Linked DNA regions of Gossypium hirsutum: region 1 is linked to region 2. The links are chromatin contacts, called in public Hi-C maps. All regions are on one chromosome and are shown on one strand. Each heading gives the region's core, a stretch centred on a gene start, on an enhancer-like site or on the middle of the called end of the contact. The rest is flanking DNA. Distances are from core to core; before and after follow the strand shown.

The links. A called contact is a pair of places that touch in the nucleus more often than the background predicts.
Region 1: a Hi-C map of leaf shows a contact between it and region 2, with 2.1 times the contacts expected there. The contact joins the promoter of LOC107937007 here to the promoter of LOC107942938 in region 2. A contact is called at or near these places in 2 of 34 Hi-C or Micro-C datasets (both in leaf).

Annotation. Positions count from the first base shown.
Region 1 is chrA07:16,637,919-16,645,744 of Gossypium_hirsutum_v2.1, forward strand. It overlaps LOC107937007 (protein SOSEKI 2), which reads left to right and starts at 2,670. Exons shown (of 5, transcript XM_016869819.2): 1 at 2,670-2,945; 2 at 3,019-3,281; 3 at 3,637-3,706; 4 at 3,797-4,672; 5 at 5,291-5,951. The coding sequence starts at 3,038. The coding sequence ends at 5,441.
Region 2 is chrA07:16,426,889-16,433,813 of Gossypium_hirsutum_v2.1, forward strand. LOC107942938 (exocyst complex component EXO70H1) reads right to left here and starts at 2,481. Exons shown (of 1, transcript XM_016876675.2): 1 at 1-2,481. The coding sequence starts at 1,939. The coding sequence ends at 107.

The DNA.
Region 1 (7,826 bases), core at 1,420-3,919, 210 kb after region 2:
TGATTATATAAATAAATATTATAAATTCTTGTTTAATAAATATTCGGATTATAGAAATACCACTGAGTTTATACTCAGTGTACGGTTTGTTTCCATGTGCAGGTTAGGTAAAATCAGATTATTGAATCAGCATCCAAAGCTAATCCCGAGCTCAAAGTGGTGAATTACATTTCCTTTTTGGTAAATGGCATGTACCTAGGTTGTTTGTGTATGTCATTTTGAGAAATGGTTTTAAATGATGTTATAATATGATAATATTTTAAAATATATGAACTAATGTGTTATGTATTATTGCTATCAAATGATATGTTTTGGTTCAAATAAGTACGAATATAGAATTAGTTATTGGTATACTATTAGATTAATTAATACAGGTAGAGTATCTATGAATGTACATTAGTTAGTTTATTAGGTTGATGATTGAGCATGATTTAGGTATATTTATATATGCTTTGGGACTTGAGGGCTCATTAAAGGGACGTTATAATTAAATTGCGATATATATGCTAAATAATTATGTGATTGCCCGTATTTGTTCTGAACTTTCTGGTAATGCCTCATAACCCTGTTCCGACGACGGATAAAGGTTAGGGGGTGTTACATTAGCATTACCGTAAAAAAGTATTATGGAAAGTTGAAATCTTTATTTTAACATGATGTAAGAAAATAAAAATAAGTTAATTTAAAATTATATTCAAATTTATTAATATTACAATAGATGAAATTTAAATTTTAAATGCTCAATAAGCAATTAATTAAGTAATTAATATAAATTATTTGTAAATTGGGTAAACTATACTATAGGTCACCCAATTATGGGCCATTTTCTTTTTTTACTCACTCAACTATAATTTTTTTTTAAATTGGTCATCCAACTAATTGAGATTGTTTTTTTTTTCTTATCCATTTCCCTGAATTGCACTAACAAGAGAGTGATATGACAATTGAAAAATTAGTATAATAATAAATTTAGTCATCAACTTTTACATATTATATCAATTTAGTCATAATTTTAAAAAATTAACCCTCAAAATTTATAAATAGTCTCAATTTGATCCTACTTCTAAAAAAAATATAAAAAATATAAAAGTAAATAAATATTTTTGAAAAATATATAAAAAATTCAAATTTTATTTTAATATTTATATTGATATTAAATAATAGAAAGAAAAAAACCCTCTCCTCCCCCACCGTCCCTTTCCCTCTCTCTCCCCCTCTCTATTGTTGCTGTTGCTGCGGCAATAGAGGTTTCAAAAAAAGGGTTCTATGAAAACTAAAATGGGAAAGGAATATTCTGGTTTTCATGCATCATCTAAAGAGTAAGCTTGAAAAGTATTCATGTATTTATTTAATATTTCAAAAAATGGGGTGGAGGGTTTTTATTTAATATTAATATTAACATTAATATAATATTTAAATTTATTATTATATTCTTTGAAATTATTTATGTATTTTTATATTATATATTTTTTCAATAATCATTTTTTATTTTTTTAAATTTATTATATATTTTTAAAAATATTTATGTATTTTTATATATTTCTTAAAAAATAATTTAGAATTAGGATGGGCAAACTTTTTTTATTATATTGACTTTTCAATTGCCATGTTACCTTCCCGTTGTGTAATTAATGGAAATAAATAAAAAAAATCTCAATTAATCGGGTGAAAAAAAATTCATAATTAAATAACCAAAAAAGAAAATAACTCATAAATTAATTAGATTACTCGTGGTGTAACTTACTATTGTAAACTTTTAATTTGAATACATAAATCATATTCTAGGTATTAAAACAATCCTTGCAAATTCAAATATATAAAATGTTATATAAGCTCTGAGTTGTTAGTTACGAGACAACTTAACACTGACTAAAAATTTAAAATTTAAACAATTAAAAAATATCATTATAGGGTGTTTTTATTTTTTCTTAAATTTATATACAATTTATAAAAAAATAAATTAAATAAAAAATAAATATAGAAATAACTTAATTTTACTATTTCAACCAAAATTTTATTATTTTTTTGCATAAAATTTATTTTTCGCACATACTATGCCATACTCTAATATTTATAATAAACCAAAAAATAAATAATTATATATTCAATATAAATATTACAAAAATACATATATATTTAATATTTAAAATTCAAAGTAAATTCTTTAAGCATTTAAAAAAAAAGGAAATTTAAAAACTCTACCACCAAATTAGCTTTTATTTTTGGTTTTTTAGTATACTCCTTATCTATTTATGGTTCGTGTTTAAGGTATGTTATTGTCCCTCCTAAAAATACTGTTTTCTAAATTCAAATGTGAATTACAATTTCATCTCACAGTTAGTTCAAACTAGTTTTAAAAACAATTTAAGTTTTTTATTTGTCCATAAAATTAATTTAAGTTGAAGATAGAATTTAATGATAAAAACTAATTATTTAATATTAATTAGGTCTAATGATTTATTTGATCTTTTTAACTTTTTAAATTTAATTTTTTTGTGTCTTTTAATTTTTGAATCCGTATTATTTATTGATTTTATTGACATAGCAATACACATATATATCACGTTTATAATTAATTAAATTTGAAAAACTGAGTTTTGTATAAAAATACTTTAATTGTCAAGCTTCATATCTACGTTCTTCCCAAGTCCTAAACAAAAACGTATGGTAAAGGTAGGACGGCATTGTTTGGCTTAGGCTTAGCTATTTGCACTTTTTAACTACGTAGATACAAATAAATAAGCAAACTGGGAATTTGACTCTCAATGCTCCATATTGCGACAACTGAAATCAATATCTCCCTTTATCTTTTTCCTTCCTAACTGTTGTCTGCTGCACCCTCATTTTCAACTCTTTTCTTCTCTTCTCCGTTTCACACTTTCTCTTCTCTTTCCTATAAAATCCAAATCTACCCCTTTCTTCTCCGCTAGCTTTTACTTCCTCAGGTAAACTCACTTTCTCTCTCCTCTCCCCTCTTCATTCTCTCATTCTCTCTGTGTTTCTTGTTTGGTTTTGCAGATAGAGAAAGTTGCTTGCAATGGCGGTCAGTTCTTCCAGAGGAACAACTACAGAGTTTGGGGTTGTTTCAAGGAAATGGAAAGAGAGAGATATAAGCCCTGAAAGGCACAAAATCTGGATTGAACCCAAGTCTCACCCCACCACCACCAACAGCTCTGAAAAGAAAGTTTCTGTTGTTTACTATTTGTCTAGAAATGGTCAGCTTGAACACCCACATTTCATGGAAGTTCCTCTCTCTTCTCATCATGGCCTTTATCTCAAAGGTAAATGCATTTGGTTTCCTTTCTGGGTTCAAAATTAGCACAACTTCCTTTCATTTCAAGCATTCTCTGTTTGGTTTGTAAGAAAGTTCAAAATTTTAAATTTACTTTCACGTCCCAAGAAATGCTTTCTGCCAAATGGTCGTGCCCAGCTCCATAGCTGACAAAAGACCCAACTTTCTGTTTTCTCGTAAAGAATAAATTTGTTAAAAGAAGTGATCTTTTTTTCTGGTTCCTTGTTTTTCTAATCAAAACCTTTTCTTCTCTTTGTTTGGATGCCGAGAAAAAGCACCCGATTTTATTCTAAATTTCGAGCAAATTGAATCTAAAATTATCTCGTTTTCCTTTCATCTTTCAGATGTAATCAACCGCCTAAACCTCCTTCGAGGCAAAGGCATGGCTAGCCTTTACTCCTGGTCCTGCAAACGGTAACACTCTCATTCATTCCTAACCGTCTGATCACATCCCCTCACCCTCCGATATTTAATATTATTCAGTGTTGGTTTTCCTAAACTCAGGAGTTACAAAAACGGCTTTGTTTGGCACGACTTAGCGGAGAACGATTTTATTTACCCATCTCACGGCCAAGAATACGTTCTCAAAGGATCGGAGGTTCTGGACCATCCGATAAACACTCAATCCTTGGAAGTAAAGTCGTCTTCTTTTCGGCTAACAAAACCGTTGGAGAGTCAAAAATCCGAGAACGGTCATGATTTTCCGTCAATCAGACGGCGGAGGAATCAGTCTTGGACTTCCATTGATCTCAACGAATACAGAGTTTATAAGGCCGAGTCTAGTTCCGATTCAGCACGGAGACTCGCTGCTGATGCGTCGACTCAGACTGATGATAAGAGGAGAAGGAGAAAGGCGATGGTTAAGCAAACGGAGATTGAGGAAGTGCAAAGTGAAAGTCAAGAGTTGGAGCAGAATCAAACTTCGGAGCTGAACAGGGAAGAGATTTCACCTCCGCCGTCGGATTCGAGTCCTGAGACGCTCGAAACCTTGATGAAAGCTGATGGACGGCTGAGATTGTGCAATGGGGGTAACGATGATAACTTGAATAAGACTTCTGAGGGTTGCCAAAGTGGTAGAATAAAGGCGCCGTCTGTTTTGATGCAGTTGATATCCTGCGGTTCCATCTCGTTCAAGGATTGTGGACCAAGTTCGGAGAGGGATCAAGGGTTCTCGTTGATAGGGCACTATAAATCAAGGTTACCTCGTGGAGCAGGTGGGGATTGTAACGAGGTGGGAAAAGATGCAGGGATTGAAAGGGATATTGGGAGCTTCTCAAGGGTAAGATTGGAAGATAAAGAGTACTTCAGTGGGAGCTTGATTGAGACCAAGAAAGTTGAAGTTCCTGCCTTCAAGAGATCTTCTTCATACAATGCTGATAGGTAACTTTGTTAAAGCATTTCATTTCAGATTAATGCTTAATAGCTTTGAATTCCCAGTTAGTATGATTCAAGCTTTTGTTATGTAGAAAGGAAATAGCAGGCATAAACCAAATTCTACATCTTGATATGACTCGAAGTGGGGGATGACTCAAGCTTTGAATTTTAAGTTGAAAATGAACTGTTGTTTACCTGCAAAACAAGTAAAGTTTGTTCTCACATTTCCTGGGAATTTATGTCTGAATGAGACCCTAGTTGGCCTTTTCTGTGTCTTGCTTGTAAGATTCGTACTTGTCTTTAGCAATAAGCCAGCTAGAGCTATTCATTTTTGTTGCAGAGGTACAATCTATTGTTCATCTACTGGAAACATTAGATGAATATCTCCGTTCATTTAATGATGGATCATATAAATTCTGGCCGTCCACATTCATAATACACATATTCAAGACCAATGGTCCTATAATTGGGGTAAAACAAACAAATTCTGTTAAGATTTTAAGCTTATAATCAATTGGTGTAAAACAAATAGACTAGCATTTATTCTAGTTAGATTGTTTTTTTTTTTGTTCTTTTTTTGATTGCTTGTTCATTTGATTAATTTGGGAACTTTGGAATCATCAGGAGTTCGCAGTTGCAGTTGGAAGAAAAGGAGATGGATGGCGTGCGTGCTAAGTGCATACCAAGGAAGTCGAAAACTGTGGCAACGAAGAAAGAGGGCAATATGAATGGAGATATATGTGGCGAAAATGGAAGCAAAAAGCATGAAGTGTAGGGTCGGCATTGTGCATTGGTGATTGGATTTGGTATGTGAATTGTAGTAGTTTGGCGACAAGAAAGAGAGAGAAAGAAGTGAATGAGAATAGAGAAATATTGCAAGACAAAGTAAGCTAAGCTTGCAATGTATTGCATGGCACGGCACGGTGAAAGCCCCCACAATGAGAGGGACAATAGGGTTGGGAATCTTGTAAAGGCTCCTTTTTGTTGAAAGGGTGTAAAAATTTTGTCCATTTCAGTTTGGAAAGTTTGAGCTAAGGTCAAATTTTGGTGCCTTGATTTTTGTGGGAGCTTTTAGCTGACTGGGTTAAGCTTGTGTTAATTTCAATGTATTGGCACTAACCTCTAGTAAATTTAGGGTCTTATGACTATAAGTTGGTTTGACTTTTGAAAACATGGGAAATGGAATTTCATCCTAGATATTATCACCTGCTTTGTTATTTGGATCCCATTGTAGGGAAGTTGTGTTTTTTAATGGAGATTGGAGCTTTGAGACTTGAAACATGTACACTAAGAAAGTTCCAACATTTTGTTACAATATGTAACACAAAGTCTACTTTTTCTTCAATACTTGTGAAAATGACTACAAATCGCCTGTTAAAATATAGTTCTAATTGGTCCTCAGCTTATTGCATTTTCATAAAACGCATCACCATAACCATTTGATTTTCAAGGCTTTTGTCAACAATATTGATAAGTGGAATTATAACGAGACTCAACGTTGGAATATAAAACAACCATGAAAATGACGAGCGATAACAAATAAAAGGAAGAAAAATGTTGCAGCACCCCCATATGCCTTGCATTGCATTATTCGAAGCAAGAGCGTTGAAGTGACCCATAGGCTGCCAGCAGTTCAAGCCCGACAATGTCTACTTTTAGAGGGTTTCCAGATTTTGATGATTCCTGTTTCCTGCCTTTGACAACGCTTTCATATGTAGGGTTATTTTAAGACTATTTCTTTAAGCACACTAAAACTGAAATTATTTTTCCATAAAAAAAAGAGCCCCTAGATTTTATTGGGAAAAACGGTCAACAATATTTCAGAAGGGTCGGTGAATTTGGAAGCTTAACTATATTAATTTTCTCTGATTTTCTTGTCAATTGTTTTGTATTTTCAATGACAAGCATGAACTATATTTACTTAAATATTTAAACATGAATTATTGTAATCTTTTATTTCATTTTTTAACAAGGTTTATTAATTATTAAACGAATCAAATTAATCTATTCAATCTGTCTTTTTAATTTTAAAAAATAAAAAATATTAAAAATATTTCCTTGTTAAAATTTAATCTTTCTTTTATTTTTTATGAGATTTATGACTACTCATTCATATTGTCTCTAAATATCCTCCTTAAAAATACAACGTGCCTTATTATTGCACTAATACTGGTTGGTTACATCCTTTTTCTTTATTGATTACTAAGACTATACCTACCAAAAATACACTCACAATTTCTATTAAGTTTCTAGCCATTTGTGTAATTTACCAATCCCCCCACTCTTTGTTTGATACCGACAATTGGGATTGCTATTTTTTTTTTTCTTTTTGGGGCTGGGGTAAATAATGTTTGGGCGGGTTTTAACATTGAGCTTTTGTTATTAGGCTATTTAATTTTTTTTCTCCATTTGTCCTAGGTTAATTTAGTCTAAATATCCGGTTTTTTTTCTGATTTTTTTAGTAGTCGGTTAGTAATTCAAACAAGTTTTTAGGGTTCTTTGAGAACTATTGTACCAGCTGATCCGGTTCGATTTCGACATTATTATTTTTTAATTTATTAAATATTTTGTTTAATTTAAACCGATTGAATTTTTTTAAATTAAATTGAAATAAGTGATTCTTAAAAAAGATAATATGAGATTAGATAGGAATTAAACAATATATGATCAAGATTAGAGTCTATTCGTAAATCATCTTTCTAATGTTAATTTCCATAAGTGTTTTGGGAGTGGAGTTGCAAGGATAGATTTATATGTTATTCAGAATTATGCATAAATTACATCAAAACTTTAGATGGACTTTTCCGCACATTGAAAGAAAAATAAAGGATTACTAGATTATTGCAAGATGTCAAATAAAATTATGATACTAGATTTTTATCATATAAAAAACATAAACATTGTCTCCTTTTTTTTTAAATATTAATTTCCAGTTTACCAATTAATGGATTTAGTTTAAAATTGTAGAATTAGTTTTCATTATTGGATAAAATTTAGTGTGCGAATTTAGTAAAATTTGGGTACTAATCCTCATGAGGACAATACTTCACTTATCACTTTGTTGCGAGTTTCGAGACATACTTGTACCTTCAGCATGGAATTGATAGTCTTTTTCATATAACCATAGCGTCACCTTTCATCAACTAAGCCCACCTTTCCA
Region 2 (6,925 bases), core at 1,231-3,730:
TTTATCCACAAATAAAATTTTTATTTAGAAAAACAAAACCCTAAATTTCCTCACGTTGTCGGCGATTTTTTCCAGGCTCCCACAAAAAAGGAGAAAAAATATCGGTTCAACGACTGTAACCACCACCTTGGCTTGAACTTGACGAAATACTCCCTGAACTTCCGCTCCCAAAGAGCAAATCGGAGCAGTAATTTCCCAAATCATCAGGGGTATATCTGACAAGTGATTCGGCCCACATTTCTTTCATCAGCTGCACTCCGCCGTACTTATCGAAAAACTCCTTGTAGATGGGGCCGATCCGTCTGGCCAACGAGAGCTTTATCTCATCTCGGAGTTTCGGGTCGGTTACGACCCAAGAAGTTTGCTTCTTGTAAGCTTCTTCGAAAGCGGAGTTGAATTTTCTGAAATGCTCTATCACTTGATCAACCGGAATCTCCGCCGTTGGATTTTCCGGCAGAGAGGCAAACACTTTACTCCATCCCATCCTCTCATAATTCGCCGCGTACTTCCTTACTTTCTGTTCGTGCTTCGTCACCCAGTTGTCGCCGAGGAGGAGCTTCAGGTTCGATTGTCGGACTTTGTTGACGACGTATTGGAGATTGTTTGCTAAGAACAAATAAGAAAGCGCCACGTCTTTGTACATCTCGGCTTTACCGTCTAGTTTGCATAGCATGACGAGAATAAGCCAAGCTAACCGGACTGAGATCGGCGAGGAAATGCTCTCCTCCTTGTCGGGGCTTCCGAAGTAAGACTCTGGTAACGGTGATGAAATCTGCAACGGCCAATCGGCGACGATGTCGGAGAGAACGCCGCTGTAATCGGCGAGAAAAGAGATGTAGTTCATGACATAGCGTGTAAGAGGGTGGATTCCACCGCCGGGAACCGTAGTTTTGGATGAATGCTTTTGAATTGCCATTTCAAAGTCCGTTAACATCGTTCTAACGGCATCGCTGAGCCTGATTAAGGAGTTAACGGCGGTCGAGCGGACGGTCGAGGTGGATTCGAAGCTGAAGATTGATTCAATCTCGGGCCAAAGGTCGGAAACCGCCTCATATAAATCCAAGATACGGAACATTTTCTCGGGAGTTTTCTTGCACTTGGCTACATTTTCTGGGAATCCAAACAGAGCCAAAGCTCCTTCCTTTGAAACATCAGTGAAACAAGATTCCCTGATGGAAGACGAAATTGCAAACACTTGATCACAGAGTAATCTCTCTCCATAAAACACAGTTTTAACCGCCCCTTTAACAGCGTTCAGCCAATACTTAATTTTAACCTCCAAAGTTTCCCACTCCATCTTCTGAATCTGCTGAAAACCCAAGTTCCTTTCAACTCCGAGATTATATAGAGCTTCATCGACGATCGATTTCCGAATAGTTCTGTAAATTTTGAAACACTCCTTAGCGTACCCAGCTGATATCATGGCTTCCGCAATGGCTCTTAAATCCGCAATAACAGCCGACGAGCCTCTCTCCACTTCCGGGATGGAATCGTTCTCAGACTCATCTTCTTCTGAATCTGAAAAGCTCGACCTGGAAACCGATGGTCTAGAAGATGAGTGATTGGAAACAGACTCTGGGTCAAGGTAATTCCGGTTGGACTTCAAAATCTGGTAAAACTCCCTCTCGAGGCGTTTCATGGCGGTTTGCATCAGCGTTTGGGCTCGCACAAGTTTATCGGAAGTGGATTCAAGCGAAGCCAAGTATCGCATAGCTTTCTGCAAACCCTTAATGGAACTCAGATACTGTTTGGCTTCATCACGATTGTTTTCGGAGAAAACAGAAGCAATGTTACAGTAGGAGACATGGTCGTCGCCATGTAAGGAATCCCATTTAGTGATGCTAAGTTCAGCAGCTTCAATATTTTCTTCAATTAATGACTCGGTGAAAGTATGGTGATGGGTAGGAGGAGATGGAGATTTGGAGAAGATGGTCCTCATTCCCTTGGTTCTTTTCTTTTTTTTTTTTTAGACAATACAAACAAGTAATTGTTGAAAGCAGGGAGATTGGCAAAAATTAAGACAAAGAAACAAGAAATATGTTAAAGGAATGAAAGAGAGGTGCGTATATTTATAGAAATAGGGACGCAGGAAAGTGTGAGGATACGAGTTAAAAAGCGGTTCAGAGCGAGTGGTCGGAAGGTAACTTAAAATAAGAACACTGTTGTTATGCGTAATGGAGTCCACGCGGTATACGAATCAAACTGTTTCTTTTTGTATTTTAATGAGTATTTGGTTGAGGAGCTGATAGTGACCGGTAATCAAAGAAAGGAGATGAGCCAAACAGCGTATCTTCTTTTCTTTCAATACAAGAAATTACCATGAGTTCAATCGGATCATATTGAGTTCTACATCTCGAAACTGTGAAAAGTATTTGGCATTATCGTTTCGCAATGTAGGACAGCCCCTCTTTTTTGTTTTGTCAATTTCAAGCCACACCAATTTCGGAATTTTTTCAATTAACATAACCCAACTTTAATTCTTGCAGGAAAAATATCTATCATACTTTTTTATTTTACTTTTATGGTTGATGTTTAAGTTTTGTAGTTGTTGGTTTTGATAATGTCTTCTAAGTTTACTGTACAATTATATGCATTATCCACACATGTTATATTATTCCATATACAGCTTTAAAAATTTATCATGTGTCTTTTTTTTAAATTATTTATTTTTTAAATATTTTATTATATTTTTATAGGATAATTGTAACTCTTTAACCTTTATTGTGGAGTCTAAAAATTCCACTAATGTCAAATATTATTCTTTGTCAAAAAATCAAATTATAACATAGGAGATTTGAAATTAATATAAGTGGATTTTTTATAAAAGAAGCTATTTTAGTCATTCATTTAATTTTTTGTCTTTTTTACTTCTTAAATTTATGTTATTTGTCAAATCACTCCAAATAAATAGAAAAACTTACGTTGTGTTAACATTGCTAATGTGGCATACATGTGGATGCCACGTTAGAAATTAATTATTTTTTTAAATTTTTAATTAATTGCTAATATGGCATACACTCAACAAAGTTAATAAGCATTAACTTTTTTTATCTATTCTTGGGTGATTTAACAAACAACGTAAGTTTAAGGACTAAAAGATGTGAAAATAAAATAAAGAACTAAAATAACTTGTTTTTTTTTTGAAGGTCAAATAAATTTTTATGTCTTTTTTTAAAAAAAATTATTTAATGTGTCATCATTTAATTCATTAACAATGCATAAACTGTTTGTATGTATCAATTAGAATATAATATAATTTATTTTTAAATTTGGTATGTTACATTAATAATATGATTAGGAAATTAAATTTGTTTAATGTTCATCCTAAAGTGTTATATTTAGTACTATGTGTTGGATGCAATAATAAAGTATATTGCACTCTTTAAAGAATGAATATTTGAACCTTTATAAGACATTGTTTAAAGATTAGATCATAAAACTTAGAATATTTAAAAAAAAAAACTGTTTTATTTTAGTAAACAATATATTTGTAATATTTAAAAACAATATTATTAATAAAAATAATGATTGTAGTTAGTGTGCAATGTGGGAACAAGTCATGGAATTCCTCCAGCAGCCAGATCTTCCCTTGTTTCTAATGCATTCAACAACAAAATGAATGGTGATGGCTGCGATAAAGCTTTTCTGCGTCTGGTTTTGCAGCCATTTTGGTGCAAAAAAAAAAAAAACCAACTTGTCAGGTGCTTGAATATAATAATAAAATCAAAGGGGATTGAGGAATGTTTGAATATGAAGCAGCTCATGCTTGTCCCTGGTTTTCTAAGATTTGGATTAGGAGAATATATTGGCATTCATGAAATTTTTTACCTTTGGAAACTTCGCTTGTCCTTTAATTGTCGGAATTCAGGAACTCTCTGATTCCTCATTATTCTGGAAGCATGAATCGTTTTTAAGTAATGGAGTTTCAAATGTATTTACATTTTCTTTTTCGTATTTAAATTTTAACATATTTATAATTTATATTAACTTATAACATATTATGTATATTTTTTGAGCAGACTTATTAATATTTTATTTACTTACAACGAATTCAACAAGACGAAGTCTGAAGTAAATAAAAACGGAGGGAAGGAAGGTTGCTTCATATGTATTGATGTTCTACATTCCAAATAAAAGTTATTACTAGAAGAAAAGGAATGGTCGGCCAAGTGGGCGTAAAAGCAGTCTATAATATTTTTACCTTTTCTATTACATCACAAAATATGTCATTCCCAATTCCCACTTCCCACCTCATTGCTTTCTTAATATCTATCTTTCAAAAATATTATAGTTGCTATTTAATTTTTTTTTTATGTTTAGTTGAAGCCCTTTGTCAGGTACTTCTAAATTAATACTATTAATTTTTATTGATCTAGCACTTATAGTCAATTTAATAGTGACACATAACAATTTTTCATTATTTCATATAATGAACATAAATTAATAAAATTTTAAAAATCTTTAAAATTAAATAAATGAAGAGTTAAATTTTTGTCTAGGTTCATTTTTAATGTGAACGGAATATATATATATTTTTATATTTTTAAGTTTTTTTTTTAATTTTTTAATTTATTTTTATCACATGGTATATTGAGAGGCTATCACGTGTCACCAAAAAATTAGTCATCAGTGCCACATTAACATAAACTAACGATGTTAGTGTGGAGGTAGTAACTTAGGTGACGAAATATAAGTTTAAGTACCAACTAAGTACTTTTGGACAAATTCAAGGAACAAACTATACATTAACCATTTTATTTTCTAAAGTAGACAACTTGAAACTCTTATAATTTATTTTTAACAAGAAGAACGAAATATTTTTACTTATTTTTATAAGAATTTTTACTCATTTTTTTAATTTTAAATTTAAAGTTATATTAATTATTTTTTATTTTATATCTAACGATGTTATTATAACAAACTATCACTGAAATGATATAGTATAGCTTGTTATAGCAATTAATATATATATATATATATACATATAGACCTTTTCCTAGAAATGATTAAAGCATATATGCTAGAGTTGAAAAACAAATGAAGTAGTACGTGCATGAAAAGAAAGCAGGAGAAGATGGTCAAAACATAAATTATTAACAAATGCTTTACCTTTACATGTCATGTTTCCACTAACATTTCTTCCCATATAACTCATCACCTTCTGTTTTTTTACTTTCAACCATTGTAATATATTTTACGCCTTTTCAGGCCTCTGCTTTCTTTCCCCCAATTTTCTATTTAGTACAATTCCTTTTTTTTTTTTTAATTTTATTATAGTATAATATCTAAATTTAATTATAGTTTCCCTCTAATATATAAATAAAATGAAATACGCTTCAATACATTCGAATTTATATTTTTTTTACATTAATAATAATATTTATATCAATCGAACTATTACTAAATCAACGTGATTAGTATAAATTTAAACAAACTAAAAGGAATTATAATGTTTACGGATAAAAATGATACTTATTTGATGACTATGTAATAAAAAATAACAAAATAATAAACTTAAATTTAATAAAAAATATTTTAAATATTAATAATTGAATTGATATAGCTAAATCAAAAATATAATAAATAAATTAAATTTTTTAAAAATTACGTTCTAAGCCACCAAACAGACCACATTCTTAGTGGGGAAACCACATAAATTATGAGACTAAAGATTTTAAAAATTCATGAATGGTGGGCGCCAACCAGCAAATCCAATGCGTTCTTCTTCTAACACACACCAAACTGATCTCAAAGTGTACGAATTTGACATTTGACCCAATTACCTCGAGCTTTTTCTAATTCCCAATACCATTAGGGAGAATTGTTTAAATAATTCTTAGACCGAAATAGATTTACCCATGAGTAGGCTATTTATTTAGATTTATACAAAGAATAAGACAGTTTGAATAAAGATATTAGGTTCGAAAAATAGATTTAGGTAAAATATAAGATTTATTTTTTACCTAGGTCTAGTCTTGGATAAAATTCTTTGATTCAAGCTCTCCCAAATATGTTATATTATAAAATTAGTTATATTAATTATATTTGTTAAATAATAATTATATATATTTATATTAAATCACTAACCTAACAACAATTAAATATATTACCCAAAACCTAAAAAAAAATTTACCCAACTAAATAATCCAACCTAAAATATAAAATTTTAAAAATTATATTTAATACAATGAAACATTTATCATATTTATTCGTGCGCTTTAATATAATAAAATATTTATTATATTTATGGTAGTGTTTTTTAATGTAAATATTTTTTAATGTGTTAGAAAAATTTTATATTAATGCTTTTTAGTACATTTAGTGTATTATATTTTAAAAAAAAGTTTATTTTTAAATAAAAAACTAATCTAAAAAAAGTCAAATATGGGCAAGTTGGGCTGAGACCGGTTTTACCTTCTTTAAATTAGGTTGGACTTAGTCAAAAAAGTAAGCCCCTTTTTTGGGCCTACCCGAGCTTGAAAATTTGATGTAGGTTTTGTTTAGTGGTGACATGAAAAGCAGTTTTGAAGCAAAGTAACTTTTGAAGGAAATTTTTAATTTTTGACAGCTTAATTATATTTTCACTCCTCCAAAACATGATATTTTCTCTTCTCTAGTTAATTGTTTAAAAAATATTTAAAATTTATTTTTCATATATTAAAATATTAACAAAAAATTATAGTAAATAGTTTTCTATATTCTTATTAAAATATCACAATATTAACTAATTTAAATATTATTTAAATGCTTATTTGTTACTTTATAACACTATGTCTAAAATAAACATTTTATTTCTCAAAAGCACTTTTTGATAGGAATACTAAACACTTAAACTTTAAACCAAACTTTTCAAAAGTATTTCTCAAAAACAATGCTAAACTAGTCCTTAGATAACTTGCATGAAACTTCTATGAATTGTTTATCA